Regions from separate parts of the Sus scrofa genome. Here all the other regions are linked to region 4. A link is a contact called in public HiChIP or PLAC-seq data. All regions are on one chromosome and are shown on one strand. Each heading gives the region's core, a stretch centred on a gene start, on an enhancer-like site or on the middle of the called end of the contact. The rest is flanking DNA. Distances are from core to core; before and after follow the strand shown. Region 1 holds the start of SPRED1 (sprouty-related, EVH1 domain-containing protein 1). Region 2 overlaps LOC106506784 (basic salivary proline-rich protein 2-like). Region 3 overlaps LOC106506784 (basic salivary proline-rich protein 2-like). Region 4 has its middle 130 kb from the start of TMCO5A.

Region 1 (7,135 bases), core at 1,403-3,902, 240 kb before region 4:
GTTTGTGTGTGCGTCTATTTTTGAATTTAACCTATAACTTCGAACTCTCCTTACTTTCTGAACTCAAAAATCTACAGCAAGGCAGACAGTTGAGCTTCTAATTTTTTTCTTGGGAAATCCTTTCAAGATGTCCAAGGTGATGGATGTTTAATTATTTTTTTATGAATGAAGAGTGTGCTATGCAAATGAGAACGATTCACAAAAAGAGAGAGAACATGGCGGCCACTTCTGCTTCCAGACTGCACTGACACTGCAGCAATCTACCTTCTCCCACACCCGCTCAGCAGAAGAGAGCGCTGGGGGGGGTGGGGTGGGGGACGCTGCAAGGCATTTCTCAAGCTACTTTACGTTAAACAAGCCTAGGCTTCGGACTTTAAAGTTCTCTCAAAAAGGTCTGACTTGAGGAATGCACATTACTTAAAGGAATGCGTCCTACTAGTCCTAACTCACTTAACTCTTTATAACTCACTTAACTCTTTATAACCCTCCAAAGATTATCAAAACCTGAATTTAATTACAAGAAACGGATGCTAATAAGCAGCATGGAATTAAATCCCGTCTCAACAGAAAGCGGTTGCCGCATCATTATTCCTCCAGGCAGCTGTTACGTTAAAGCAAAATATTCTAAAGGCACAGTATTTCGTTTGGAAAACATAAGGACAGCCCAAATAAACAAGAACTTAAGCCGGGATGCTCTAGAAGTTAATGAATGAAGTCATCAAAAAGGTCAGCAATGTAAACACTGTTAAATCAACGTAAATGGTGTGTTTCAAAATACAGCTGAGAGAGATAAAAATCCTTATAGCTGAGCGTTCAAAATCCTTCTACGCTCCTGATAAAGACAAGTCCAGCATTCGCAAGGCAAAACAGTATAGTTTAACATCTCCCACACTCAAGGTGTCCTTAATGCTATTAAATTATTAAAATGTTTCCCTCGCCCCATTTTTTTACAAGAATCCTACAGGTCACAAGTTTAAAAGGGGGGGGGGCTTAATCGGTATTTAAGAGTCACTGACTCATCGAATTAAGATTCAAGAGCAGTTTGCGGCAGGAGGTGCTCCCACACGTTAGTTTCCGAAAGAAACTGCTATAAAGGAGGCAGGACGGATATTCAAGGTATGCTGACCGGCATGCTAAAGTGAAAAAGGACAGGCCAGAGGTCTTCCAGGCACTGGGGTAATTTCTACCCCGCCTCCATGCATCTACAGCACTCCATCTCCCGAGCGCACAATTGCCATCCCAGCCCAACACTAAATACCTTCCCCCAGATGAAAGCAACTAAAGGCTGGGGGTGGGGGTGAGGGGGTGGGGTGCAGCCATTAAATAAAATGGCTAAAAAAACAAATGTTTTCTCCACAGCAAGATGCACCGAACTCTCCAGGGTTGCAAGCACCTAAGTCTCTGAGGGGTCTGGGGGAGTGCCAAGGAAGGGGGCTATGGGAGGGGTGGTAAGTAATCAAGATCAGTAAGGTGCTTACTCGTTGTCAGAAGTCGCCGTCTCCTCGCTCATCTTTCCCTCACCGTGATCCGATCTGGAGATGGAGGAGCAACAGCAGACGCAGGAGCAGCAGCAGCACCGAGGGGCAAGAGGCAGCGGCGGCCGGGGGGGCGCGGGGGCAGCGGCTCAGGGGCCTCACCATGGTGGATGTCTCACCCGGAACGGTACCCCCCCAGCCGGGAACCCCGGCCACCCCCGCAGGGGGGTGGCGGCGACAACCTCCACCGTGGCGACCCCAGCCTCTTCGCCCGCCTCAGCGCCCAGCCAAGAGATCCGAGGAAGCCAGGGAGGGTGGGAGGAGAAGAAAAAAGGCAGGGGGGCTGCAAAGGCAGACTGGAGAGCTGCTCCTCCGGCCACTGGGGTGGAGCGCGGCGGGGTCCGGCCAGGAAGGAGCGGGCGGGCGGAGAACCCAGGAGCAGAGGCGGCGCTTCCCTCAAGGATGCGGCGAGGAGGAAGCAGGGCTCCGCTCGGTGGGGGCCGGCGGGGGGGTGCCGAGCCCAGACCCGGGCGGCGGCAGCGCGGTCCTGCGGAAGCCCACCCCACCATCTCCCGCCTCGCGGTCGGCTGCCCTCAGTCCCCGGCGGCGACCGGGCCGGTCCTTCCGGACGAGCAGAAGCGGGCGAGGGGCCTCAGGGCGGCGGATTCCTCCAGACACGCTCTGGCCGGGACGGTTCCAGAAGAGGGAGGAGGGGGCGGCGGGACGCGTGTGAGGCAGGGGCAGGCGGACCGACCGCCCCCAGCCGGGCCGGAGAAGAGCGACGCGCCCCAGGGGCAGGGTCACGAGAAGCGTCGGGAGAGCGAGGGAGCGGCCGCGGGTCCCCCAGCAGCCTGCGCCCAGCAGCAGCTCGGCGGGTCAGCTCCTCACGCCCGCCAGAGGGGAGCCGCGAGGGGGGCGGCGGAAGCGCTCACGCCGCCCGCTCCTTCCGCCGCCGCCGCTGCCCGAACCGGGGGCGCCCGCGGGAGAAGGAGACGAAGTAGTCCCTGGCGATTTCCCCGCACCGCCAGCTTCCCGGAGAACCAGAGTGGGTATGGGGCGGGGTGGCCGAGCGGGGTGACCGGGCTGTGAGGGTGTAGTGGGTAGGAGGGCTAAAAGCTGCGACCTCAGGACGAATCACCGCAACTCGAAGTCGTGTGCAGCATAGCAAGTTTCAGGAAAGTAGTTCCCTCCTCCCTTCATTTCCCAAATCGTTGTCGAGCCACAGAGCGGGGAGAGGAGGAGGGAGGCGGAGGGATACGCAGGCACGGTGCTCGTGTGCGTGCGCGCGCTCCAAACTCTTGGCACGCCGCGGAAGGAGGCGGGGGTGGGAGCTGCACCGGGAGCAGCTCCGGAGGTTGCATTGTGGCGGCGCGGTACTCCCCTTAACTCGCTTTGGAATATCCGGGTTGTTTGAACCTAGAGGCTAGGATGACAGCGTGCTCAAGGAGGCAATGGAGGCTCCTCTGTTCAGCTGTGTGTGTGTGTGTGTGTGTGTGTGTGTGTGTGTGTGTGTGTGTGTGTGTTTTCCTTGCAGAGCAAAGAATGGAACTGGCATGAGTTCATCTTTAGTTGGTGGGGGTTGGAGGGAAGGGACTACATGTACAAAGAGAGCTCCTCCTGCTGTCCCTCTGGTTGCACTGCTGCAGTCTCCTAGCTGCATGCACTGAAGGAGTGTGTGTGTGTGTGTGTGTGTTAGAGAGGGAGAAAGAGTTTAAATACCTTGGATTCTTACTGAGCAAGGGGTATTCTGTGCGGGGCATTCATCTCAAAAAGCTAGCGTGGTTGTTAATGGAGAACGACTTCCATTGAAGCCCTGGGTAGGCGTGTTATATGAATCTGGCGCAGCCAGAAGCACAGGAAATAACTCCCGCTGCGAGTGAGGTTGCATAACTATAGCGCAGAAGATGCCTCTGTGGCACGCACGAACTGCTCTAAACCGAGGCGGAACAATTATTCAATAGGCAGCTGTCACGTTTGCAATGTTAGAGGACAATGTATGCATTCAGCTCAAAAGGTTTTTGCACAGAAACCTACTGGGGTTTGGGCCAGAGTTTAAGGGTCTGCCGGACCAGAGGACTCAGCTCCTGGCTCTGCAAGTGCTATTATCTCTTACCTACCTAGAAAGGCAGCCTGTACTGGATCAGGCCTGGTGGACTGAGTCCCAAGTTTCTGACGCATCTCCCTAGGTATCAGTATGGCTCTGTGTGCAGTGCTTTTTTTCTCTCCTTGGGTTTGTGCGACCCGAGGACGAAGGTTGCTGCTCCTGCCACCTTGAGGAATAGAACAATTCCTGAGAAAGAAAAAGTGGGAGACTGCCGAATAAGTCAGCACTCGTTTGCCATCCATCTCCAGGAAGTTTCAGGACTGCTGTTCCAGAGAGTCTGGACCAAGCCTTTATATAGTATTTTGGACATTGTAGGTGCTTAGTCAATCCTAGAGGAATAAATAAAGGAGTTGAATCAGTCTGCCCAAAGACCCTCCCGTTGATTTCTGAGGTTTTATATAACTCTTGCTTCTTGTCTTGCAGCAGAATTGTCCTTTCTCAGGGCAAGGAAGGGGTAGTGTTAGTGACAGGAAGAGGTAAAGGGGATAGGCAATAGTCAGAAGTTGCCTCTGAACCTATGTTTTTCATATTGTTCCTGCAAAGAAACTGTGACGAGAAGTGTTGGAACTGCCCCCTCTCCTTCCAATACTGCTGCTCACCACATTGGCTGCTTGGATTTGAATCAAGTCCCATCAGTTATAATTTGTATTCTAGACAATTTTTGTTCTAGGCAGGCTATTTACATTCTGTCCCTGTATGAAATGGGGATAATAGTACCTAACTCATAGAACTGCTGTACTGATTAATTAGGTGATAGTATACATAAAGTACTTGGAACAGATTGAGAGCTGAAGTCTTCACTCTCACCTTGATTTTACAAAACAGATAATAATAAATTCCATGACAAAATGGTGGCAGTTGCTCTGAAGTTTCAGTGTAAAGCATTCAGTAGCTTTGTTCATTCATTCAACAAATAACCATTGGTTTTCTTCCATGTCCCACTCTTGTTAGGCACATGGTCTGGTCCTTAGCAAGCCATCAATAAATGATAGCACAGTCAACAATCCGTTCACTGCCTTTGGTGTTCCCTGGGCCACTCTCAGGACCCTTCTGTGCTCTTCTTTAAAGGGTGCCTTTGTAACTCTCTCCTCTCACTCAGTTGTTGTTACCAACTTTAAAAGAAAGATTTTCTTTGTATGGCCAGAGCGCTCAGTCATCTACCCTGAAACCATCAGAAATGGTCCTGCAATAAGGCTCAGAGTCCAGGGGTCTTCTAGTCTGACTATCAGCAGCTGCTCTTGTCTATCCCAGTGTTTGGCTATAAGAGGTACAAAAGACATCACAAGAAAATGCATTGTGTGAGACCTTATTTGGATCCTGATTTGAATAAATATTTTAAAAGTTGAGATAATTGGGGAAACAAACACTAAGTGAAGATTGCTGATAACACAGAAGTGGTGTTGTGGTTGTGCTTTTTAAGTCCTTATCTTTCGGAAATACCTACTGAAATATTTGCAGATGCATTGATATGATATCTGAGATTTGCTTCAAAATAATCTAGTGGGGTGAGGAGTAGAGAGTAGTTTAAATGAGACAAGATTGTGTGCTCCTTGCTTTTGTGGGGGTGAGGGCATACCTGTGGCATGCCGAAGTTCCCTGGCCAGCGATTAAATCCTCGCCACAGCAGTAACAATTTAACCCACCACAAGGAAACTTTTCTTTGTTATTTTATATATTTGAACATTTCCATAATAAAGTTTTTTTGTTTTTAATGTGCACTGCAAGTACTGCTTTAATGCAGATTTCTAGGCCCCACCCCAGAGATTTTGCTCAGCAGATTTGGAACAGTTCTGACAAATCTGCTTTTTCAGAAGTATGCCAGTTGTCCTTCTTAAGCCCTTTACAGTCTTCTCCTCCTTTCCTTGTAGCTACTTGTGTAATCCCATCTCCAAACACATCCCTAACTAAAAGCTCTTCCTGCAGGACCCCAAAAAAGGGCAGTCCAAGGTATATCACAGGCTAAGATAGATACTGATCAAGGACAGAGAGCAGGTTCAGCTAAGGAAGGCAAATCCAATAAGATTTGAAAAGCCACACTAGAAGATAAATATAGATCACAATTTCACCCAAGTTCCAACTCCATTCAGCTGGTATAGCTGCTAGTGAGACCTAGTCAAGAAGGATTCTACAGCCATGTCGGGTCAGCAGGTCAGCGGACACTTGTATGTGCTTGGTTGTGTTTTCTCAGGTATATCTTTGAAAAGAGGCTGATCGTGAAGAGCTGGTGCTCACAGGTGGCGCTCAATGCTATTGCCCTCAGCTTTAGAAATTAGCCACAGCCACTTAACCTGTTATAGAGGATTAATTATCAAAAGCATCCATGAACCAACAGCACAATTGCCAGCTACTTGCCAGTGGAGGACATCATCAAAGTTAAAGTACAAGTGGGTTCTGGGTTCCATGACGGTGTCAGACCAGGTTTTAGAAGCACAGCAAAGGTGGCCTGTTCTCACAGAGGCACTAACCAATGATGGCATGTAGGGCTCCAATTCAAGGCTTTTCCTCCCTCTTTCCAGACCACTTGGTCCATATGATTATCTTTCTTTTTCTTTTTCTTTTTTTTTTTTTCTTTCTCTTTAGGGCTGCAGGTGCAGCATATGAAAGTTTCCAGCCAAGGGGTCGAATCAGAGCTACAGCTGCCAGCCTGTGCCACAGCCACAGCAACTCCAGATCTGAGCCGCATTTGTGACCTACACCACAGCTTGTGACAATGCTGGATCCTTAACCCACTGTGGGAGGCCAGGGATTGAACCCTCATCCTCATGGACACTAGTCAGATTCATTTCCCCTATGCCACAATGGGAACTCCCCATATGATTATCTTTCTTATGAACTCAGAATTTGTCTTCAAAAATTTTTTTGCTTTCACTGTTTTATACTTGTATAGATCATTCTCCCTCTCTCTCGTTTCCTAATCACCTTTTTTTTTTTTTTGGTCTTTTTGCTATTTCTTTGAGCCGCTCCTGCGGCATATGGAGATTCCCAGGCTAGGGGTTGAATTGGAGCTGTAGCCACCTGCCTACACCAGAGCCACAGCAACGCTGGATCCGAGCCGCGTCTGCAACCTACACCACAGCTCACGGCAACGCCGGATCGTTAACCCACTGAGCAAGGGCAGGGACCGAACCCGCAACCTCATGGTTCTTAGTCAGATTCGTTAACCACTGCGCCACGACGGGAACTCCCTAATCACCTTTTTTGAGTTCATATTTATTTAAAGTGGCTTGAAGGCAGAGGCTGAATTTTGTGGGTTTATTTATTTGTTTTTGGTGTTCTTTTCAGCAATTATTTTAAACAATGGTGGCTTTTCAGATATGGGAAAGCTTTATATATATAAAAATGAAACTGTCTTGCCTGACACTGATGGAAATCAGGAGTCTCCTCTAGCTTCCTATTGTGACTTAAATACTACTGCAGTTCAGCCTTTCACAATACTGTCCCTTGCACTAATAAACTCTCAGCAGATACTTGTATGCTCAGAAAGCCAAAAGAAGGCACAGCCATGCCAACATTTGAGGTTCTAACAGTACATAAAGTACATGTACACATTTCCAAT
Region 2 (6,568 bases), core at 3,744-6,243, 130 kb before region 4:
ACAGTAGAAATTGGCACAATATTATAAATCAACTATACTTTAATAAAAAATATTTTTTTAAAAAAGTTAGGAGTTCTCTTGTGGCACAGTGGGTTAAGGATCCAGTGTTATCACTACAGTGGCTTGGGTTGTTGCTGTAGAGCAGGTTCAGTCCCTGGCCTAGGAACTTCCACGTGCTGTGGGTGTGGCCAAAAAAATGATATATGTGTGTATTTCAATGTATTGGAAGAGAGGAGGAGTGGAGGGCAGTGCAAGGGTGCTATTTTTGTTAGTAGAGAGATGAGATATGATCTAAAGCCAATACTCTTTAAGGATAGTATTTGAAGTTCTAACACTAATGAAGAAAAGCACTGAAAATAAGTTAACTCTGCAAACTAGGAAGGGAGGGGAAGGAAGTAGAATCGCATTAAAGTGCCTTACCTTTTATGGTGAGCAATCAAAAGATACTGTGTAAAGTTGATGTGTCAAGAAACAGAAGTATAACATATTTTTTTATGGTGATGGAAGTTATAAACACAAGAGTAGTGGCTTCCCTAGGGGCTGAAGCAGGGCTTCAGGGGACCTTTGCTCCCCACTCTCTCCCATTCAACTGGAACAAGTCTGCTTTTTCTTTGTCTTACATCGTGGGTTATAGCGAAATATTTTACTTAAAAAAAAAAGGTCCCTTGCTTTTAACTGTTTTAAAAACATAATCTAGGACAAGATGCATCTGTTAAAAAGATTTGGATTAAAAACCTAAATTTCTGCAGGGCTAAAGAAATTACAGAGAAAGGTAAAGGACTTTCATAGCATAATCTGTATCCATTTGATCTCTCTATATGATCCATATCCAAAATGATCCTCTTCACCTGCAAGTTGCCCCAGAAACCATAATTTCCCATATGATCAGGCTATAGCTTATTGAACCAAGAGTGAAGAGCCCATGGAAGTTTCACTGTTTTAAATTTGGGTCCTCAGGTCCTCGACTCTGAGATTTGAACCGAGTCGATATATATGTGGGAGCTCTGGTGTGACTGTCTTTGTCACTTTTCAGGGAGACAGAAAAGAAGTAGAAGAAAGCAAAGAGGAGGTCAGGAAGCATTAAAGGGCACCAGAAAGGAAATTTTCCACTTCTTTGCATTTCATAGTTTTCTGCCCTTGATGAAATTATTAGATTCCATTTTCCTAGATCTTTCCAATAAGACCTTCATTACATTTGTCAAGAGTGCATGGGTATCTTTTCCTTGGAACCAAGAAGAAAAGAAAAGAAGAGAAGAAAGTCTTGACTAAGATATAGAAGGGAACTCAGAGAACTTTGGAGAGAGAGCCTAGAATCATCTGAAGGTGACAAGACTAGTTAATCAAATGAGTATAAGAGAAAACATTAGAATTCAGAGAGGCTCAGATGACCGACATTGAAAGGGCACAGCCCATAACCACCTGCAAGATGAGTTAGTCATTGGAGCTCAGAGAACCTATTGAGATGAGCATCTGTTGACCAGTAAGGCCTAAAACAATAGCGTCTATCAAGGGCATGGACAGAAAAAGACTTTGCTTTCCTAGGGACAGAGAGAACCAAGGGCAGGACCTTACCATTGGATTGGGGTTAGACATAGAATAAACAAAGGTAGAATAAACAGGTAGAGCCAGCTGACTAGAAGTGGTGATAGGAATAATAGGAGTGACTAGCATGGACTGAGTAGTGCTTGGATTTATCAAAATAATTGCATTGAGAAAACTGTAAGCAACTTACCTAATTTGTGTATGACTTTTATCATGAGATTCCTATAAAGAATAGTGATAAAATAATTTAATAAGCTGGATGCTGGGGCCACCTGGTTCCATGAATTAGACTCAGTTCAACCATCAACAGCTCCCAAGTCTCATTCCTAAGCCCACAGAGGTTCTGGGCAAAAGAAAGGTCTACTTGGTTAACAGGTTCCACACAGGAGGTAGACCATGCATGGATAAGCAGAAAACATTTGCTCTCTTTAGGAGTGCTGCAGCCTGGTGAATTATTGTGGAGGGAGAGTTGCATTATAAAAGGGAATATTGAAGAGATAAAAGACATCTCAGTGTTTCTGTGTATAGGAAAATTTGCTACAATTCAACACCTTGCACTTCTGAGAAGTTTTCTTTTTGCTTTCCTGGATTCTCATTTCGCTGGTGATGGAGAAGATATCAGAAGAGTTGGCAGGCCATTTCTAAAAGGATCTGGCCCCTGGTGCCAATTCTTGAGATAATTATCCATAATGCAGCTTTGTTGATTAAGTATCAAATATTTAACCAGTTCATGAACACATTCAAGTAGAGGAAGATATATAATAAAACAACATCTTTATTACATTTAGAAAATCACAAACATACTACCTGCTCCTTTAAATTTGTTAAACCTAATGGTTCTTTTTAAATCTATGGATTTATAGAATTCTGTAAATATATTACAATAATATCAATTGCATAAGCACTATTAGAGAAACATTTGATTCAACTTTGGGAAAAAGGTCTCCCTCTTCTCAGTAGGAGAAAAGAAATGCCTTGTATTTCTTATTTGGCTCTCACAAGCACATTTGCATGCACCTATTTATTTAAAAGCATTTGCCTTTTGCCCTAAAGGTGCATTTTCTTTAAAAATCACTAAGATTCCCTCCACACTCTTATTATTTTGACCAATATGTGCTGTGTAGCAAAATGTTCAGGAGTGTGGGTGGTGGTGGAGAAATCATACGATGAAATGGACAAGCAGTCTGTGAAATTGCTATCCTGTGCTGTATATCACATTTCCTACTTAATGTTTTAGCATAGTACTATGGCTCTTCTAAAAGGATATTTGCACTATTGTCCTTGGGAATGAGAATAGAATCCATGACTATGCAATGGCTTTCACACATGGTTGCCAGGCTTCAAAGAGACTTTAGCTCCGTGCTCCTCACTATAGGAGCTAACAGAGGCTAATCTGTTATACTAGGGCTTTCCCTAGTGTGATCCACAGCCAACCTGCCTGAGAATTCTGTAAATATTCTACACTCACATCAGTTGCATAAGCACATCAGTTGCATTAAAGAAACATTTAATGCAATCTTAGAAAAAGGTTTCCCTCATCCCAGATCTACCGATATCACAATCTCACCCTCCCAGCCACCCACCAGTTTGTCCACTCTTTGAAGGAGCAGTTCTCAAAGTTGGCTGCATATTGGAATCACCAAAGGAGCTTAAAAGTGTCATGAGGCCCAGTTCCATCTCCAGAGATTCTGAATCAATTGGTCAGTGGTGTAGCCTGAGCATCAGGGTACTTGAAAGTGACCTTAAGTTGTAGGCAAGTTTAGAGCCACTGCTCTAGGGTTCCTTAGCCTGTGGGAGGGGAAAGTGATTATTTCAGTGTCAATTCCCTTTATTGCCCTTGGCTGCGGAGCTCCCATGTGCAAATACTCTGGGAAGCCCTTCATTTCTCACTTTTAGGAGGAGGGAATTTTCTCTGTCTTCCAAAAAGGCTTCTTTGGTATTGATGATCTTTGCCCTTCTAAGTCACTCAACCTCACTTCCCCTTGAAATCCTAGAAGGGATATTAGGAGTAAGCATTCTAAGAGGATGGCCTATTTATAAGCACACACCAGCTTCAGAGCTTCTGGACTAAAGCCATACCTTCCATGATAGGCTAAGCACAAAGTGTAAAGAAAGAAGTAGGTGCACTTTGATATTGTTGACAAAAATTCTTAACTCTTTTGACTCTTGTTCCTTTTCCTCTGCCTATCTCAAAAGTTCAAGAAGACAAATCCACGGGTCCCTCTTCCAACTACTTGCCCTGTTTCCTGCTGTCTTGCTTTTGCTTAAGCCTCTCTCTCTTTGAAATGCCTTTCTTCTATTCCTTCTTCACCTGGTGAACTCATCACATTGTGCAATTTTCCCAACAGTCCTTCCTTTAGACAGAATTAATTGATTGTTTTTAAATGCTTACACCTCATCTTGAACATATTTTAATGGTAATTCTTATCAAACTCCATTATAGCCAGTTGTTTTCACAGTCGTGGTCTCTGCCAGATCAATCCAACAAACATTTAATGAGTGGCCATGACTGCCAGGCCTTGGGTTAAGCAACACAAAAATGAATCACATTCTCTCTACCTTCCCTTTAGGAGCTCATATTGCAGTGGGAAAGACAGACAAATCATTATAACATCCCTGGAGAGATGCTATAAAATATAGATAGAGAATGCTAAGGAAAACTCTAAGTGCTTAGGGCTGTTATTTAACACGGAAATACTTAATTTATGGATGTCATAATCATCCTCAATTGTAAAGGGAATCTGGGTTAACTGGATAAATAGTTAATCTTTGTCAAAATGCTCTTTCAGAAAAGTCTTACCATTATAGTTGGAAACAATATTCTGTCTATGATCAACTATAGTTCACCTGCAGAATGGTTACTGTGATGATATGAGCTGTGCAGAACCTTTTAAAATTTTGTGCTCTCTTCAAAAGTTTGGACAAATTTCTAAGATTTCAGGTGCCAATTCCCAGGTGCAGAAGGAAAAAAATACTGGGGTTTGAATTTATTAGATTTGGATCCGAACCTCGGTTTTATTGTTTATTAATTAAGTGGCTAAGTTACTTGCTTTCTAGGAGCATCAATTTCTTCATAAAATGAGGATAAAAATCAATACAATCACATGATGGTATGGATGATTAAATAAGACAGTGCATGCAAATCACTACATATGGTGCCCGCTGGCACATAAAAAAAACTCAGTAAATGTTGGTTTCCCTCTATGTACTTCCCCAAACGAAAAAAGAACAGGTTGGTCCAGAGCCAGAGAGAAAATGCCAAAAGGACTTTAGGAGCAGATAGCAGTTACTTGCTCCTCTTTTGATCTGTTAAGTAGTATCATTGCCCAACTTGCTGAGCTTGTCCAGCAGCTGAAGGGTTAATTTTCAACTCTAATTCCCTCTCCAAGTTTAGACTCAGGCCACTTGGGTTCAGAGTTTCCTGCGTCCAGGATGAGCAGAATTCCTGGCCTTCCTCCTTCAGTGCTAAGCTCCCAAGGCTGGCAGCTGGAGGCGTGCTCCTGATTTCTTTCCCTCTCCAACACCACACCAGGCCATTTGGAGAGGAGAAAGAAGGTTGTTTAATCTGCAGTTCAATAAATATATCAGCGCTGGGCAGACAGCAAGGACTTGTAAAATGAAAGAGGAAGGGCTTTCTGTTTCGTGTCTGGCTCCCCCAAACCCTGAGCAATCTGTTCCTGTTTAAAACAAAAAGCAAAACATGTTTCCTCAAACTGGTTTAAAAGAATAGTGATGACTAAGGCAGTATATTTATTTCAGCTGTCACAGGAGTCATGAATTCCTGGATTTTCTTTAAGAATTCTACCGTATTTTTACATCATTCCCTTCCTGGGACTCCTGAAAGAAATTCTTTTTTGGATATTAAGATGCCAGGGGAGCAAGTTCTCAATTCTGAAGCATTTCCTTGCTCAAAAAGTTTAGAACAGTTTGTGGAAATGCATACAGATCTGAAGATGGTGAGCGAGGTTAAAAAAATTAAAAAGACAAATGGAATTTACATTCATTCATTTAATAAATAATCATTATGCACCTATTGTGTCCCAGGGATCATAGATACAGTTTTGTGTTAACAAAGCTGAACAGGATGTATCTGACTCCTCCTGTTCCTTAACAGCCTGGGGGACTGCAGACAAGTAAATATATCATCACAATGTAATGTGATAAAAGCTCTGCTAGTAGAAGTGCAAGGCTACCTAGGGGAGGACTCAGAGATCCAAAGGATAAGCAGCATTTAGCCAATTGAAGAGAGTTGTGGGTGCAAAGGGTGTTTGTTGTAGGCAGAGGGAATAGCATATCTTAAGGCTTAGACATAAGAAAGAGTGGAGTGGGTTTGAGGAATTAAACTCCTTGCAATGTTATCTGGATCACAAATGTAGCAGGAGGATAGCTGGAGATGAAGTTGGCAGGATACCTACTGACTTCCCCTCGGGAGCTTGATGCTGGTAAAGTGTGAATTTAGGGTTGGAAGGAAGGTAAAACTCCATGCAGATTTTGGGCCCAAGCCATCTACTTGAACAGAGACTTGCCAAGAGATGTGTATAATATGATACCTTGTTTCCCAGTTTACTCTTGTTTCGTGTGTGAATAATTTCCAAAGGAAACTCGAGGGATGTTTGATAGGGCTAGGTTGAGATATTCCTCACCCCACTTGCTAAATTTCAGAACTTCATCTCAGGCTTCAAATCCTGGGATGTTGGCATCCTTGAAAGATGGAATCCACTGTTCGGGGTGTCAAGTAATAAATGGAAGATGAAGAGAGCGTGATGGGAATGAGTCCTAGATAGAAGGGCTTCTTGAGCCCTTAGCTGAGGATCAATAGGTATCAATTATCTTTGTCTGGCCTTTATGGGTTGAGGGATGAGGAAGTGAGAAAATGCCAGGAGAACAGATCTTTGAATGATGAGCAACTTAAATACTGATTAGAACCATGCCACATGTGGCCATTTTAACACTTGCTACCTTAAAAATGCAGCATGGGTTTGCTTCCATTAAAAATACAATTTTTGGGAGTTCCCTTGTGGTGTAG
Region 3 (7,384 bases), core at 4,077-6,576, 210 kb before region 4:
TGTATAGTGATGACATAGGAAACATGCAATAAATGTTAGTTGTTATTATGAGGAAAGTTATCACAGCATGCTTTCTTTATAATGGGCAAACCTAGATTAAACCTAAATGCACAAAAAAAGGAGACTGAGGAATTCCCATTGTGGCTCAGTAGTAACGAATGCAACTGGTATCCATGAAGAGCCAGTTATCCCTGGCGCCACTCAGTGGGTTAATAATAATCAGTGTTGCCATGAGCTGTGTGTAGGTCGAAGACGTGGCTTGGATCCTGTGTTGCTTGGCTGTGGCATAGGCGGGCAGCTGCAGCTCCAATTCAACCCCTAGCCTGGGGACTCCATATACCACAGGTGTAGCCATATAAAGCAATTTAAAAGAAAGAAAGAAAAGGAGATTGATTAAATAAATGGCATCGTGTCCATTTAATATACATAAGGCAGCCTTAAAAAGTAAAGTATGTCAGTGGTTTCCATCACTTGGTGATACATTAGAATTTTGATGTGCATCAGAGTTGCCCCAGGAACCTGTTAAAAATAGTTTCTCGGGCTCCATCCAAAACATTCTAAGAGTAACTGGAAAGTCCAATAGATAAGACAGAAGTTAGGCTTCATATGAATTTATTTATTTATTTTTAAGGGCTGCACATGCAGCATATGGAAGTTCCCCGGCTAGGGCTGAATCGGAGCTACAGCTGCTGCCTACGCCACAGCCATAGCAACACCCATATCCAAGCCACCTCTGTGACTTACACGACAGCTCAAGGCAAGCCAGATCCTTAATCCACTAAGTGATGCCAGGGATTGACCCTGAATCCTCTTGGGTACTAGTCAGGTTCTTAACCCACTGAACCACAACAGGAATTCCTGAATTCTATGTTTTATAACAAGAACATTAGTTTTGCTTAAAGCATTATTTACGTATTTATTTCACTCTCTTTTTTTTTTTTTTTTTTTATGGCCATACCTGCAGCATATGGGAATTCCTGGGCTAGGCATCAGATCAGAGCTGCAGCTTCTGACCTATGCCAAATTCAAGCCGTGTCTGCTACCTACACCACAACTCATGTCAACACCAGATCCTTAACCCACTGAGCGAGGACAGGGATAGAACCCACATTCTCAAGGAGACAATGTTGGGTCCTTAACCTGCTGAGCCACAATGGAACTCCAAAACATTATGTCAATAAATGACTTGGAGATGTGTCTTAACAAGTCTATGGCAAAAATAATCCCTATATTTTATTTATTTATTTTGCATTTTAGGCTGCACCTGTGGCACATGGAAGTTCCCAGGCTAGGAGTGGGATGGGAGCTGCAGCCTACACCACAGCCACAGCAATCGCCAGATCTGAGCCATATCAGTCACCTACACTGAAGCTCGTGGAAATGCCAGATCCTTAACCCACTGAGTGAGGCCAGGGATCAAACTCGTATTCTCATGGACACTAGTCGGGTTGTTTCACTGAGCCATACCGGGAACTCTAAAGCATTATTACTTATGTCAATAAACAATTGGAGACATTTTTTAACCAGTCCATTGCATAAACAATGCATGTATTTAAAAGGACCTATTTAAATCCTTCAGGTCATTGAAAATAGGCCTGACTTGAAGCTGTATCTCTTTCAATGAAGTTTTATTTAAACAGGTATCACTATAAAATGTCTTTTCCTTAGTCCTCCAAATTATGTAATCCTCTTTCTATGCAGATAAATAGTTATCTCTTTAATAAAAGAATAACATTTCCTTCAAAAGGAAGAGTCCATTTGGGAAGAGTTTCATATTTGGGCTTTCAGTCTGCCTTCTCTGAGTGTGTTTTATAACATCTGTATTGGAAAGAAAGGTAGTTGGAAGGCTGGAGTTGAGTATGAAAGCTTTAATTATCAACTCTGAAGATTGCTCCAGCCTCAAGATAAACAACAATTTATCTGTATTTCCTTTTTTTGCTCAAAGACATGGACACAGTAAGAAGATGGCTAATAGTGTTAAATTAAACAAGGCCATTAGACTGAGGTGGCTTGAAGCCTTAAGTAGCTCACAGTTAAGCAAACCCAAACCTGAGCTGAAATGCCTCAAGGTTAAGAAATTGAAACCTAAGGACAACCAATCACAAAGAGCCAACTCAGCTTTTCCCACATAAGGCAACTGCTTAAGTTAGAGCCAATCAAATAATTTCCTTTGCTTTGCTCTGCCTCTTCTCTAAAAGTCTTTCCACTCTCCCTGCTGGTGAAGCACTCTTCTCCACTTCTGGTTTGTCTCTGCCATATTTGAATCAGTTTGTGCTCAATACACTCTTAAAAATTTGATATGCCCCAGTTCATCTTTCAACAACAGGATATGTTTTTTTTTTCCTCGTGAAACATATACTTCAAAAGATCCAATATATAATAGAGTGTATAACATTGGCAGTTCAAGGTACTCCTATTTCAGGATATTTCTTTGCTGCTTATTATTATTTTCCGAACCACTCAGCATAGAGTGACTCATTGGGATCGATATGTCATGTTTTAGAAGACTGTTAAAACTCCTAATTTCTTATTCCTTCCACACAGCAACTTCCCTAATAGCAGCGTTGTACCATTATGTAATGCCAATCTGTGCCAGACACTGCTTGTAATCACTTCACACTTAGGTATTTACATAATTAATTTTCATCCCAAAATTGGTAGCACCATGATTCATTCCCTCTTTTACAGATGAAATCTCACCCAGGAAGGTTAAGGCACCTGGTCAAGTCACACAGTAACACATAAATAATCCCCAAGGACTTGAACCCAAGCATTCTGAAAGTCTTCAAAGTAACCTCCCAGCCCCAATCTTAGTGTTTTATCCTAGGGCTGACTTTTGCTTCCACTGCTGGAGAAGCTGTGTGTGGAAGAGAGAATGCAAAAGACTGAGTGGTAGGAGGAAGTGCCTCAGGACAAACAAAGGGAGTGTTCTGAAGTTTGTAAAATGGAACGGAGAAGGAGCAGGTCAGAAATCCTGCCCCAATCCGCCTCTACATGGCCAAGGGCCCTTGGTAAAGGTATTTCATTTTCTGAACCTCAGTTTCCTGGTATGTAAAAAGATGATGATAAGACCACTTTCGGGTGTCCCTCTATGAAATAAGATAATGTATGCACTTTATACAGAGAAACCTTAGCTTCACCTACTCCCACTCCCAATGAAAGGCAAGAGGAAACTTGAGATCTTTGAATTAACTAAATTGAAAAGACAGATCTCTGAGTAGACTTTCCTGAGACTGGAAAAAAAACAAACAAAGCAACAAAACAAAAACTCTCAAAAAGCTGGCATTTGTAAACATAACTTTTGTAATTTCAAATGTTCTTTCTTCTTCTTATTTCTTAAAACTTTCTCTCTTCTTTTTCCTCCCTGTTCATTCCCCTTTGTCTCTTAGTAGAATACTTTTTGGAAACTTTCAGCTTTATTCAGCTAAGAGGAAAGAAGAAAAATTCTACCATGCCAGAAATATATGATAGCTGAGTACCCTGGGGACACCACAGCTGCAAACAAAAGCACACAAAAAAGCTGGCTGAACTGGAAGTGGTATTCTAGAGGGAAGATAAGGTGACTAAAACTGCGATCTTTCCAGCCTGGACTACTTCCGAGTCTACTGCTGTGAGCTGATTTACAGAAAGTGGTCCTTGCCTAACCATCTTTATTCCTTCGTATCCTGTATATTTCATTGTTCAGGCACCCTCTCATTTGCCATCCAATGCTCTGAATAGCAAACTCTCCGGCTAACTGTAGAAGAAAGAAGGCTAGACTTTGGTCAAGAGCCCTGGTTAAGCTTCACTCCCTACTTATTAACACCTTGGGCAAATATTTAACCTCTCAGCTTCTTCATTTGGAAAGTGGCATAAGTTAATAACAGCCATGTAGGTTTGTTTGAGATAATACATGTAAAGCTCTAGCATAGCAGTGGAACCTAGGAAATATTCATTTTATGGTGGCGCAATAATTATCTTTCCATCTATTTTTCTTTCTCCCACAAATGTTAGACATTTCTACTCAGTTAAGAAGGTTTGTCAGGTGAACTATATGAATGAGAAGAGACCATTGTAGGGCAAAAGATATATTATAGTAAAAGACTTCTTTCAGGGATTGGAAGAGTTTTAATGTTCTAAGTTATATTTAGGTGAAAGTCAGAAAAGGAAACATAGGAATGTGAAAATAAATACAAAGTGATATTCTTCACAGTTGTCTCATGGTTCGGACGTCTTATTAGAAAAATAATTTTTTTTGGTCATGAGTGCAGCGTATGGAAATTCCTGGGCCAGGGATCAAACCTGTCCACTGTTGCAACGAACTACAGTCCAGCAATGCTAGATTCTTAACCCACTATGCCACAAGGGGACACCTATATAAATAATTTCTGATTGTCTTAACTATATTTGTAGAAACCATATATTTGATAAGTTAAGAAAGAAACAGAACTTGTGTCCATGAAATTGAAAAAAACTAATTTATTTTTTATTTTATTTATTTTTTAATTAATTTATTTTATTTTTTTTGACTTTTGCTATTTCTTTGGGCCGCTCCTGCGGCACATGGAGGTTCCCAGCTAGGGTCGAATCGGAGCTGTAGCCACTGGCCTACGCCAGAGCCACAGCAATGCGGATCCGAGCCGCATCTGCAACCTACACCCACAGCTCACGGCAACGCCGGATTCTTAACCCACTGAGCAAGGGCAGGGATCGAACCTGCAACCTCATGGTTCCTAGTCGGATTCGTTAACCATTGCGCCACGACGGGAACTCTGAAAAAAACTAATTTAAAATCCAGTTCGCTTTTAAAGATGAAAAGAGAACTTAGATTCTTTCCCCTGAATTAGTAGCTTTTCATGTGAATGAAGCTACCTAGCAGTACCTTTCTTCCTCTAAATGACTTGCTGTTTTCATTCAAGGACTTATTATTTCATAATATTTAAAATTTTAACTATTTTATGCATATGTCATACATGAGGCACTTAGGATTAGAATATGAGCAAATCATAACCATAACCTGGGAAAACAGAAATGATTGCCAATGTTTAAGCATATGTGAAAACTGAGCTTTTGAGGATGTGGTTGGTTCATTGTGCTTATTAAAGGCTAGAGTGGGATCAATCTGATCACTCCTTCTGTGTCCTGGTTATAGAACTCTGTGTCCATAGGTATTTCTAGGTTGCTGGTTTACTAGGTTAGGCGGATATTTATTTTCCATCTTGTGAATGACGGACAAAATTATCCCCAGAGTCAGAAGCTTGGGTGAGCCATTGCTAGGCCTTGAAAACCACCTTTCTCTGTCACACAAGCAGTTGTTGTAATCAAACTGGCTCCGTGCCTAGAGCAGGCTGTGTTACTCAGTGACAGTGGCAATCAAGCATGGAGTAGGAACAAAGAAGTCATAGATGAGGAAATACAGTGACGGTGGCCAGTTAGGATTGGATGCTTTCTATGAGTGGAGGGTTTTTTGTTAAAGAATTTTTTCCTTTAAATATCATTCATCAAGACACATTTGATCCTCTACTTTGGCATTAGATTTACACTTTTTTTTGTCCTAGTTAATACTCTGTTAACACTGCAAGTGATTCTGTACCAGGGAGAGCTCCAGATATTATAATGATCATTCAGAATTCCAGTGATTTATTTTTATTTTCTATTTTTATTTTTGTAATTATTATTATTTTAATAGTTATTTCCCCAATACAATTTTTTTTCTACTGTACAGCATGGTGACCCAGTTACACATACATGTACAGTTCTATTTCTCACATTTCATGCTCATCATAAGTGCTAGACATAGTTCCCATGCTACACAGCAGGATCTCATTGCTAATCCATTCCAAAGGCAATAGTTTGTATCTATTAACCCCAATCTCCCCAACCACCCCACTCCCTCCCCCTCCCTCTTGGCAACCACAAGTCTATTCTCCAAGTCCATGATTTCTTTCTGTGGAAAGTTTCATTTGTGCTATATATTAGATACCAGATAGAGTGATATCATATAGTATTTGTCTTTCTCTTTCTGACATTTCACTCAGTATGAGAGTCTCTAGTTCCATCCATGTTGCTGCAAATGGCATTATTTCATTCTTTTTTATGGGAGAGTAGTATTCCACAGTGTTATATATATCACATCTTCCTAATCCCAATCATCTGTCAATGGACCTTGGGTCGTTTCCATGTCTTGGCTATTGTGAATAGAGCTGCAATGACATGCAGGTGCATGTGTCTTTTTTAAGGAAAGTTTGTCCGGATATATGCCCAAGAGTGGGATTGCTGGGTCATATGAGAGTTCTATGTGTAGATTTCTAAGGTATCTCCATACTCATCTCCATAGTGGTTGACCAGCTTACATTCCCACCAACAGTGCAGGAGGTTCCCTTTTCTCCACACCTGCTCCAGCATTTGTTATTTGTGACTTATGAATGATGCCATTCTGACTGGTGTGAGTGGTATCTCATGGTAGTTTTGATTTGCATTTCTCTAATAATCAGTGATGTGAGCATTTTTTCATGTGCTTGCTGGCCATCTGTGCATCTTCCTTGGAAAAATGTCTATTCAGGTCTTTTGCCCATTTTTCCATTGGGTTGTGGCCTTTTTGCTGTTGAGTTGTATAAGTTGTTTGTATAGTTTAGAGATTAAGCCCTTTTCCGTTGCATCATTTGAAACTATTTTCTCCCATTCTGTAAGTTGTCTTTTGTTTTCTTTTTGGTTTCCTTTGCTATGCAAAGCTTGTCAGTTGGTGAGGTCCCATGGTTTATTTTTGCTCTGATTTCTGTTGCTTGGAGACTGACCTGAGAAATATTTGTAAGTTGATGTCAGAATGTTTTGCTTATTTCTTTTCAGAGTTTGATGTGTCTTATTTTAAGTCTTTAAGCCATTTTGGTTTTTTTTGTGCATGTGAGTGTTCTAGTTGTACTGATTTACGTGCACTTCCAGTTTCCAGCACCATTTCTGAAAGACTGTCTTTTCCATTTTATTCTTCCACCTTGTCAAAGATATTGACATAGATGTCTGGCTTATTCTGTTTCTATTCTGTTCCATTGGTCGTCTGTCTTTTGGTACCAGTACCACACTGTCTTATGACTGTGCTTTGTAATATTGCCTGAAGTCTGGGAGTTATGCCTCCTTGCTTGGTTTTCGTTCCTAAATAGGTTGGCCATTCTTGGTTTTCGTGGTTCCATATAAGTATTTGAATTATTTGTTCTAGTTATGTGAAAATGTCATGGTTAATTTGATAGGGATTGTATTGAATCTGTAGATTGCTTTGGGTAGTATAGACATTTTCACAATATTAATTTTCCAACCCAGGAGCATGGAATCTTTCCATTTCTTTACATCTTCTTTAATTTCCTCGATTAATGTTTTATAGTTCTCAGCATATAAGTCCTTCACCTCCTTGGTC
Region 4 (6,860 bases), core at 2,214-4,713:
GGTTAAAGGGTACAAATGGAGGCTCAAATCTCATATTTTTAAATATTTAGAAGTTATAAATCAAGCAAACACGTTATTAAATGTTGCATTCTTTCACATACCTGCATGTGTTTGAATGTCGAGATCTTAGACTCCTCTGAGTTCTGTGCCGTAATGTGGCTGTGTGAAAATGCACAGGCCCATGACTCACCCCACTTCCCTTTCCACCTCTCTCTCTATAATGCACTGTATAAAGACACTTTGGCCTGTAGGCTCTGTCTACACCTCCAACAATGAGCCACCTTCATACCTAGAGATGTGTGGTGCTATTTGCCCTCAGGAGAATCAGCATGGGAAGGAGGACACTGGAGGCTCTGAGAGTTGGTCCTGGGTACATGGAGCATGGTTTAGAAGTAGGGGAGTGAGCTTTGCATGGACACAACCAAGTGACCTGGAGAATCCTCATGTTGTGGTGAGGGTCATGGTCAGAGGAGAGTCACAGTGGGGTACTTTAGACTTTGAGGCCCAGGGGAGTATTTAGGCATGGTGTGGCCATGGAGCATCCTGCTAGATGATTGGCAACATATATCTGGAGCTTGGAGATGTTGGAACTTGATAGAAATATTTGGGAGCTGGCAGAATATGGATTGTTATGGAATTGTGGGTGTAGATGGACTCCACTAGGAAGATGAGGTGGAGTGAGCAGAGAAGAAGTTCTAAGAACAGAACCCCAGGGGTGGCTGGGGAGGTAAATCCAGAGAAGGAGGCAAAGGAGCAGCAGCCTCTTGGAGTGATTCAGATGATTTCATCTTGACATTTTAAAAGAATTTTATTCTTCTAAGTTGAAAGGCAAACTTAAGTTAATCCCCAAAGCACCATGATGGAGTTATAGTGCTCTCACCTGTGCTCAGTGTCCTATGTATGTAGACTCTTAGATATATCACTGGTCACTCTATGCTCACCAAGCTGTCTGAGACTTTGAGGTCTCTAGCATTCAATGTCCACATGAAACACAGTATTACATGGGGAGAAGCATTGTGTCTTTTGGAGGCATTAATATAATATTTAGACAAAGGATATTATGGGACTGAAGGGGAAATCCTTCAGATCTCAAACCCTCATATGCCTCTAGGCATCCATTGCCTTACCTGTAATATAGGATTACTACTATCATTGTTAGTTTATTGTAAGTATCAGGTAAAATAATAGGTGGGGAAGCACTTTAACAAAAATTAAATGTTCTATACAGATGCAATATATCAGGCTGATTATAAACACTTTAATATAGAATAGGATCAAATAGAAGCTCAGAGCTCTGAAAGGGCTTCAGTGATCATCTAATATGTCTCATTCATTTCCCAAATAAAGAAAGAGAAAATGCAGAAAGGGTAGAGATCTTTCCCCAAACTTTATCACTATTTAGTGGTCAAAAACCTAGGTTTGGGAGTTACCATCATGGCACAGCGGAAATGAATCTGACTGGTGTCCATGAGGACGCAGTTTCCATCCCTGGCCTCACTCAGTGGGTTAAGAATCTGGTGTGGCTGTGGCTGTGGTATAGCTCTGATTCGACCCCTAGCCTGGGAACCTCTATATGCCACTGGTGTGGCCCTAAAAAGACAAAACACAACAAAACAAAATAAACCTAGGTTCGTTGACTTAGTCCCCTTCTACTGTTCACAGCCCTTTGTGCTCAAGTGAGGATACTTGGTGTCCTTAGGGAGAGAAAGAGGAGGGAAAAGGAAGAGGAAGATAATCATATGAAAGTGTGACAGAAGAATCTGTTAGGAAAGTAAGGGAGATTGAGTTTTGTGATGTGGTTTCTTGACCTTGCTACTCTTGGTTTGCTGTGTATGCTTTGAATAATTGAAAGCATGGCTAGACACTGGGGCAATCCTATGGAACAATAAGGCATGATCCCCATGGGATTTTATGCCAGCATAAAAGAGATCAACAAGTAATTACAAATGTCCAATCAGTAAATGATTGTGTTAATAATTAAGTGAAGAGTTATTCTAGATTTTGAATTTTATGAGGTCAGGATAATGCTTGCTTTGCCCCTTTCACAGTATAGTGTTTGGTGACTAGTTGGTGATCCCCAAATAGTTACTGAATGATATGATGGATAGTGAAAGGTCTAAGAAGAAAAAAATTCCTGCTGTCCTGAAAGCATGTAAAAAATGGCCTATCTTGGTCTAGAGTGACAGCAAAATTTCCTGAGAAAATGCTGTTTAGGCTGATATATTAGACAATTGTCATGGCCAAGAAAGGCCAAGGAACAGCATGTGAGAAGACCCGCAGGCAAGAGGGAACCTATCATAGTTCAGGAAGGAGAGATATGTAGCAAGGGGCAGTGGGCACTGGTAGGGTTAGAGTATTGCATTAGTTGTTTGTTGCTGTGTAGCAAATGACTCTGGAACTTAGGGCCTTAAGACCACAAAATCTAATGATCTCATAGTTTCCATGTCAGGTATCAAGAAGTGGCTTAATTGTTGATTCTGGCTCAGGGTCTCTCATGGGGTTACAATAAAAATATTGATTGGGGCTGTAGTAATCTGAAGGATTGACTAGGATTGGAGTATTTGCTTCCAAGAGGTTCTTGCACTTGGTTATTGGCTGGAGTCTTCAATTCTTCTCTGGCTTTAGACCAGAAACGTTAGTTCTTTACTGCATGGGTCTTTCCTTAGAGTTGCTCAGGACATGGCACTTAACTCTCCCCAGAGTAAGTGAATTGCCAGAGAAATAGAGAGAGGCAGAAGATGCATGACCTTTATGATCTAGCCTCAAAAGTGGCATGTCTTCACTTGTACTGTATGGTCTTGGTCATACAAACTAATACTGATACACTGTGGGGGAGACTACAGAAGAATGTGAATACCAGAAGGCCAGGTTCATTGGGGCCATCTTGGGGGCTGGCTGCCATAAGGCTAGATGGAGTAGGGTTTTTAAGCCATATTAAGGCTTTTGGACTTTATTCTAAGAACAATGATAAGACTTGGAAGGGTTTTAAGCAGAGTCCAGCCATAAGACTTCTGTCCCTGAAGAGTGTAAGGAATGGCTAAGTAGAGGCATGACCTCATTCCTGCGGCATAGGTGTGCATTAGTTCATCCAGCCAGTATTTACTGGGGAGCTTGGATATGCCAGGATATGAAGGAGATGTGAGGGGTGTACAGGTGAGAAGACCTCCTCATAGTCTGACCTCTTGAAGCTTACAGTCCAAGGGGTGATACAAGTTAGTAAGAGAGCCGTTACACTCTACCATAATAACTTCTATAGCAGGATAAAGTACAGGTTTCTCTGAGAGCTCTTAGAAGAGCTCATAACTCATTTGAGAGAGTGAGGAAAGGACTTTTGGAGGAGGTGCCATCAAAGTAGGGACCTAAGGATGAGTAGGAAAAGGGTAATGTCCCACACATGGACATAGGCTAAGAAATGAGAAAGAGAATGGCCTGTTTGGGGAACCGAAAGTAATTCAGTGTGTCTGGAGTCTAGATTGGAGGTAGGTGTGGGCGGATGGGTGAGCAATACAAAGTCAGTGCTGTAAGTAGGGTCACATCAGGATGAGGTCTTTTTTCTTGTTAAGGAGTTTGGCCTTTATTTGGGGAGCAAGAGGAAGTTACCAAAGTCCTTTAAGAAGAGAATGCACACTTGAGGGTGATTAATCTGGTTGCAACATGGGGAATAATTTGAAAGCAAGTGTGGAGGCTGGAGGAGGTATTAATGGCCATGATAATAATACAGGTTTAAATTAATGGTGGCCTAAATAGGGTTGGTGAGAATTGGACTTGAGATATTTAGGAGGTTAAGTGGCTAGAATCTGAGGATTATTCATTGAAAGACAAGGAAGAGGAAGTCTAGGGTAAGGCCTAGACATGGCTTAATCATCTGTGTTCCAGGCAATGATCAAAACTGGCACAAAAGAAGGCAGGAAGGGGTATGATGACCAGAAATGAGGTACATGTTCTGGGCTGGGTCTTCCTGATCCAGTTACTGGGATTCAGCTACAGGGCTCAGTAAGCTTGACTTTTTTGGAAGTCTGCAAATTACATCACAGATCCTGAGAAGAGGGGAGCCTGCAGCTATGGAGTGGCTCCTTCTTACCAGGGAGGTTGGATGGCAGGAAATAAAATAATTCCTAAGAACAATAAAGATTTTTTTCATCTTGAGGACAAACCAGCAATGAACACTTGTATACCCCAGAAGACAGTGGAATGAATTCCAGGAGGTTTTATATGGTGGTAAAGGATATTTTACCTGTGATATTTTAACCAAAAATGTTCTATGGCAGCAAATTTGCCTCCAATAAGAAACTACATCTCCCCCATCATATAAAAAGCCTCTTGTTTATAAATACACACTAGTTACTCAATCCTTTTCTCTTTTAAGCTTCTCAGTTCTGAGAGAGTTGAATCAGCGATAAAGACCACTTTACAATACCTATTTCCTGAATTGCACTTCTTATGAATAGTGAACAATGGGTGTGTAGATACTATATATAAAACCGCAGGCCTAATTGACATTATGGGGTCAAGAGTTAAAATTATGTCAAACACAGAGAGCCTGGTAACTCTCCATTTGTCTCCTTCTTCTCTCCACTTTATCCCAGATCATTACCACTCCCACTGGTCCTTTTATACACCCAAGCTAGTCTGATTCATCTGCTTCTCTTTCCTCCTTTCCTCCTACAGATACTGCTAAAATTATTTTCTATTGAGTTATAACTGTATTTCTTTAGCATCCCAAGCTCCACCTTTAGCTTCCAGTGAGTATAGGCTTAAAGATAGGACTTCATTTTGGATGCTTTTTTTGACTTTCTTGTTAGTGTCAAACAATTCCTTTGCGGTCTATTCTGTGAGCTTATGAAAGAAGTTTTTAGAGTCCAGGAGGACCCACTACTTTGTACCGAGTGAGCTGGAGACCCTTTCCAGACAGCAAAAGCAGTTTGCTTGAGCTGTTTACTGCTCTGTTCCTTGCCTCTCACCTCTTTCTACTGTACTGTACATTCCGTCCCCTGCTGATTGTTAATGCTTGACTCTCTGCCCTTTTGGAAGAAACCATTTATGCAACCACAATTATCTTGACTAATTTTTCCCCCAAAAGTGATTCTGCTAACACACCCTGTGCTGTACTCTCTTCCAGAATATTTGCGTTTGAGACTATTCGTGGAGAGATTAACCTGTTAGCAAAAGTGAGATTGCACAGGTAGATGCATTTGCTGACAATTATTGAATGGAACATCAGCACTGGCTGAGCAGTCACTTAAGTCAGAGGCTTATCCCTTGTGGCAGCTGTCATATAATGAGGCTTGAAACAGGCTGAATTAATGTGGAGCTAGCAACTCACTTCTGAACTCTTGAACTCACTTGCTCAGCCTGTTACCTATAAAACTGGTTATTTGAGCTATCTTTACCAAGTGTACAAACAAAAAGCAATTCTGTTGAATACTACTTGGTCATAATCATCACGAACTTCAAATATATTTTTTATTCATATGATAAAGCGTATTCATATGGTATATTCATATAACCAAGTTTAATACCCATTTTACTCTTGAAAAAGTGAAGAGCAAGGAGTTAAGTGACTGGATCTAGTTACTATGTTACTCTGAGTAAGGAGCTGAACTAGATGGAGAAGGCAGTTTTCTTAAAATGTGGCTTATGTTGGCCCTCTTAAACACTCCAAATTTTTCTTTTTCTTCAACAAAATATATTTATTGAGTAACTATTTGCAAGAGATGCAAGATACACTGTGCCGTATATTAAGGTCAAAAGACAGAGATCCTACTTGCATGGACCTTAAGTGTGAAGATTCTGGGAATAATTGTAGACTTAGAAAGAAAGTGAGTCAGAATATGTCAAAGATGGTTCCAGTGCACAAATACTGTGAAAATTGTGTCAGAGTGATAAGAAAAAGGATTCTCAAAAAGGAGGTGACAAGACTTCTACCACACTTTCCTCCAGACTCATAGGTAGAAATGCAAGCTAGTAGGAGGGTTCTGGAGACAAGGTGAGCATTTTGGTTGAAGAAAGAACTTTTTATAGGTCAGTGGCGTGAGCTCCCTTTCTAAAAAGTGCAATCCATAAAAGGAAAGTTTGATAAATTAGAATTAGTCAAAATTAAATCCGATGTATCCATGGAAGACCCAGTTGATAGGGTGAATAGGCAAGATATAGACTGAGAGAAAATATTTGTAAACCACATATCTGACAAAGGACTAGTATCTAGACTATATAAAGAACTCTTAAAACTTAGCGGTTTAAGAAATGAGAAAACCATGGAGTTCTCGTTGTGGCACAGTGGTTAACGAAGCCGACTAGGAACCATGAGGTTGCGGGTTCGGTCCCTGTCCTTACTCAGTGGGTTAGGGATCCAGTGTTGCTGTGAGCTGTGGTGTGGGTTGCAGATGTGGCTTGGATCCTGCGTTGCTGTGGCTCTGGCATAGGCTGGTGGCTACAACTCTGATTAGACCCCTAGCCTGGGAACCTCCATATGCTATGGGAGCGGCCGTAGAAAAGGCAAAAAGACAAAAAAAAAAAAAAAAAGAAATGAGAAAAACCCATAAAGAGATGTTTTTCTACCAAGGATATTCAGATAGGTAAGCATATGAAAATATGTTCAGCATTATTAGCCATTAGGGAGATGCACAATGAAGTATCACTTACATTTATCAGAAAAGCTAAAATAAAAAATAACACCACTAATTGCTGGTGAGGATTTGGAAAAAGTGGAAAACTCATACATTGCTGGTGGGAATGTGAAATGTCATAGCCACTCTGGAAAACATTTCGGCAGTGTTTTAAAAAACAAAAACAAACTAAACATGCAACAGCCATATAACTGCAGTTATACTCTTGGATAGTTATCCCAAAGAAATGAAAAC

The links. HiChIP or PLAC-seq counts read pairs in DNA pulled down with a chosen protein or histone mark.
Region 1: an H3K27ac HiChIP or PLAC-seq map of alveolar macrophages shows a contact between it and region 4. The contact joins the promoter of SPRED1 here to the enhancer-like site in region 4. A contact is called at or near these places in 4 of 47 Hi-C or Micro-C datasets (alveolar macrophages, embryonic fibroblasts, skeletal muscle and 1 more) and 2 of 2 datasets of contacts at active chromatin or transcription factors (alveolar macrophages and skeletal muscle).
Region 2: an H3K27ac HiChIP or PLAC-seq map of alveolar macrophages shows a contact between it and region 4. The contact joins two enhancer-like sites. A contact is called at or near these places in 1 of 47 Hi-C or Micro-C datasets (heart right ventricle) and 1 of 2 datasets of contacts at active chromatin or transcription factors (alveolar macrophages).
Region 3: a contact with region 4 is called in an H3K27ac HiChIP or PLAC-seq map of alveolar macrophages. The contact joins two enhancer-like sites. A contact is called at or near these places in 2 of 47 Hi-C or Micro-C datasets (embryonic fibroblasts and fetal skeletal muscle) and 1 of 2 datasets of contacts at active chromatin or transcription factors (alveolar macrophages).

What each region holds. Positions count from the first base shown.
Region 1 is chr1:133,014,073-133,021,207 of Sscrofa11.1, forward strand. It overlaps SPRED1 (sprouty-related, EVH1 domain-containing protein 1), which reads right to left and starts at 2,653. Exons shown (of 7, transcript XM_003121622.6): 1 at 1,479-2,653. The coding sequence starts at 1,510. LOC106506784 (basic salivary proline-rich protein 2-like) reads left to right here and starts at 1,539. Exons shown (of 3, transcript XR_002345566.1): 1 at 1,539-2,520.
Region 2 is chr1:133,114,503-133,121,070 of Sscrofa11.1, forward strand. All of the region lies in intron 2 of LOC106506784 (basic salivary proline-rich protein 2-like), which reads left to right. Among named protein-coding and RNA genes, the nearest start is that of SPRED1, 100 kb to the left of the region's middle. Within about 2 kb of position 4,994, at least 27 of the 83 cell types and tissues checked have an H3K27ac peak or open chromatin away from gene starts, as enhancers often do. A contact at or near this core is called in alveolar macrophages, where this site is marked.
Region 3 is chr1:133,038,850-133,046,233 of Sscrofa11.1, forward strand. The region is part of intron 1 of LOC106506784 (basic salivary proline-rich protein 2-like); the gene reads left to right. Among named protein-coding and RNA genes, the nearest start is that of SPRED1, 26 kb to the left of the region's middle. Within about 2 kb of position 5,327, at least 8 of the 83 cell types and tissues checked have an H3K27ac peak or open chromatin away from gene starts, as enhancers often do. A contact at or near this core is called in alveolar macrophages, where this site is marked.
Region 4 is chr1:133,248,563-133,255,422 of Sscrofa11.1, forward strand. No RefSeq gene overlaps it. Among named protein-coding and RNA genes, the nearest start is that of TMCO5A, 130 kb to the right of the region's middle. Within about 2 kb of position 3,464, at least 4 of the 83 cell types and tissues checked have an H3K27ac peak or open chromatin away from gene starts, as enhancers often do. A contact at or near this core is called in alveolar macrophages, where this site is marked.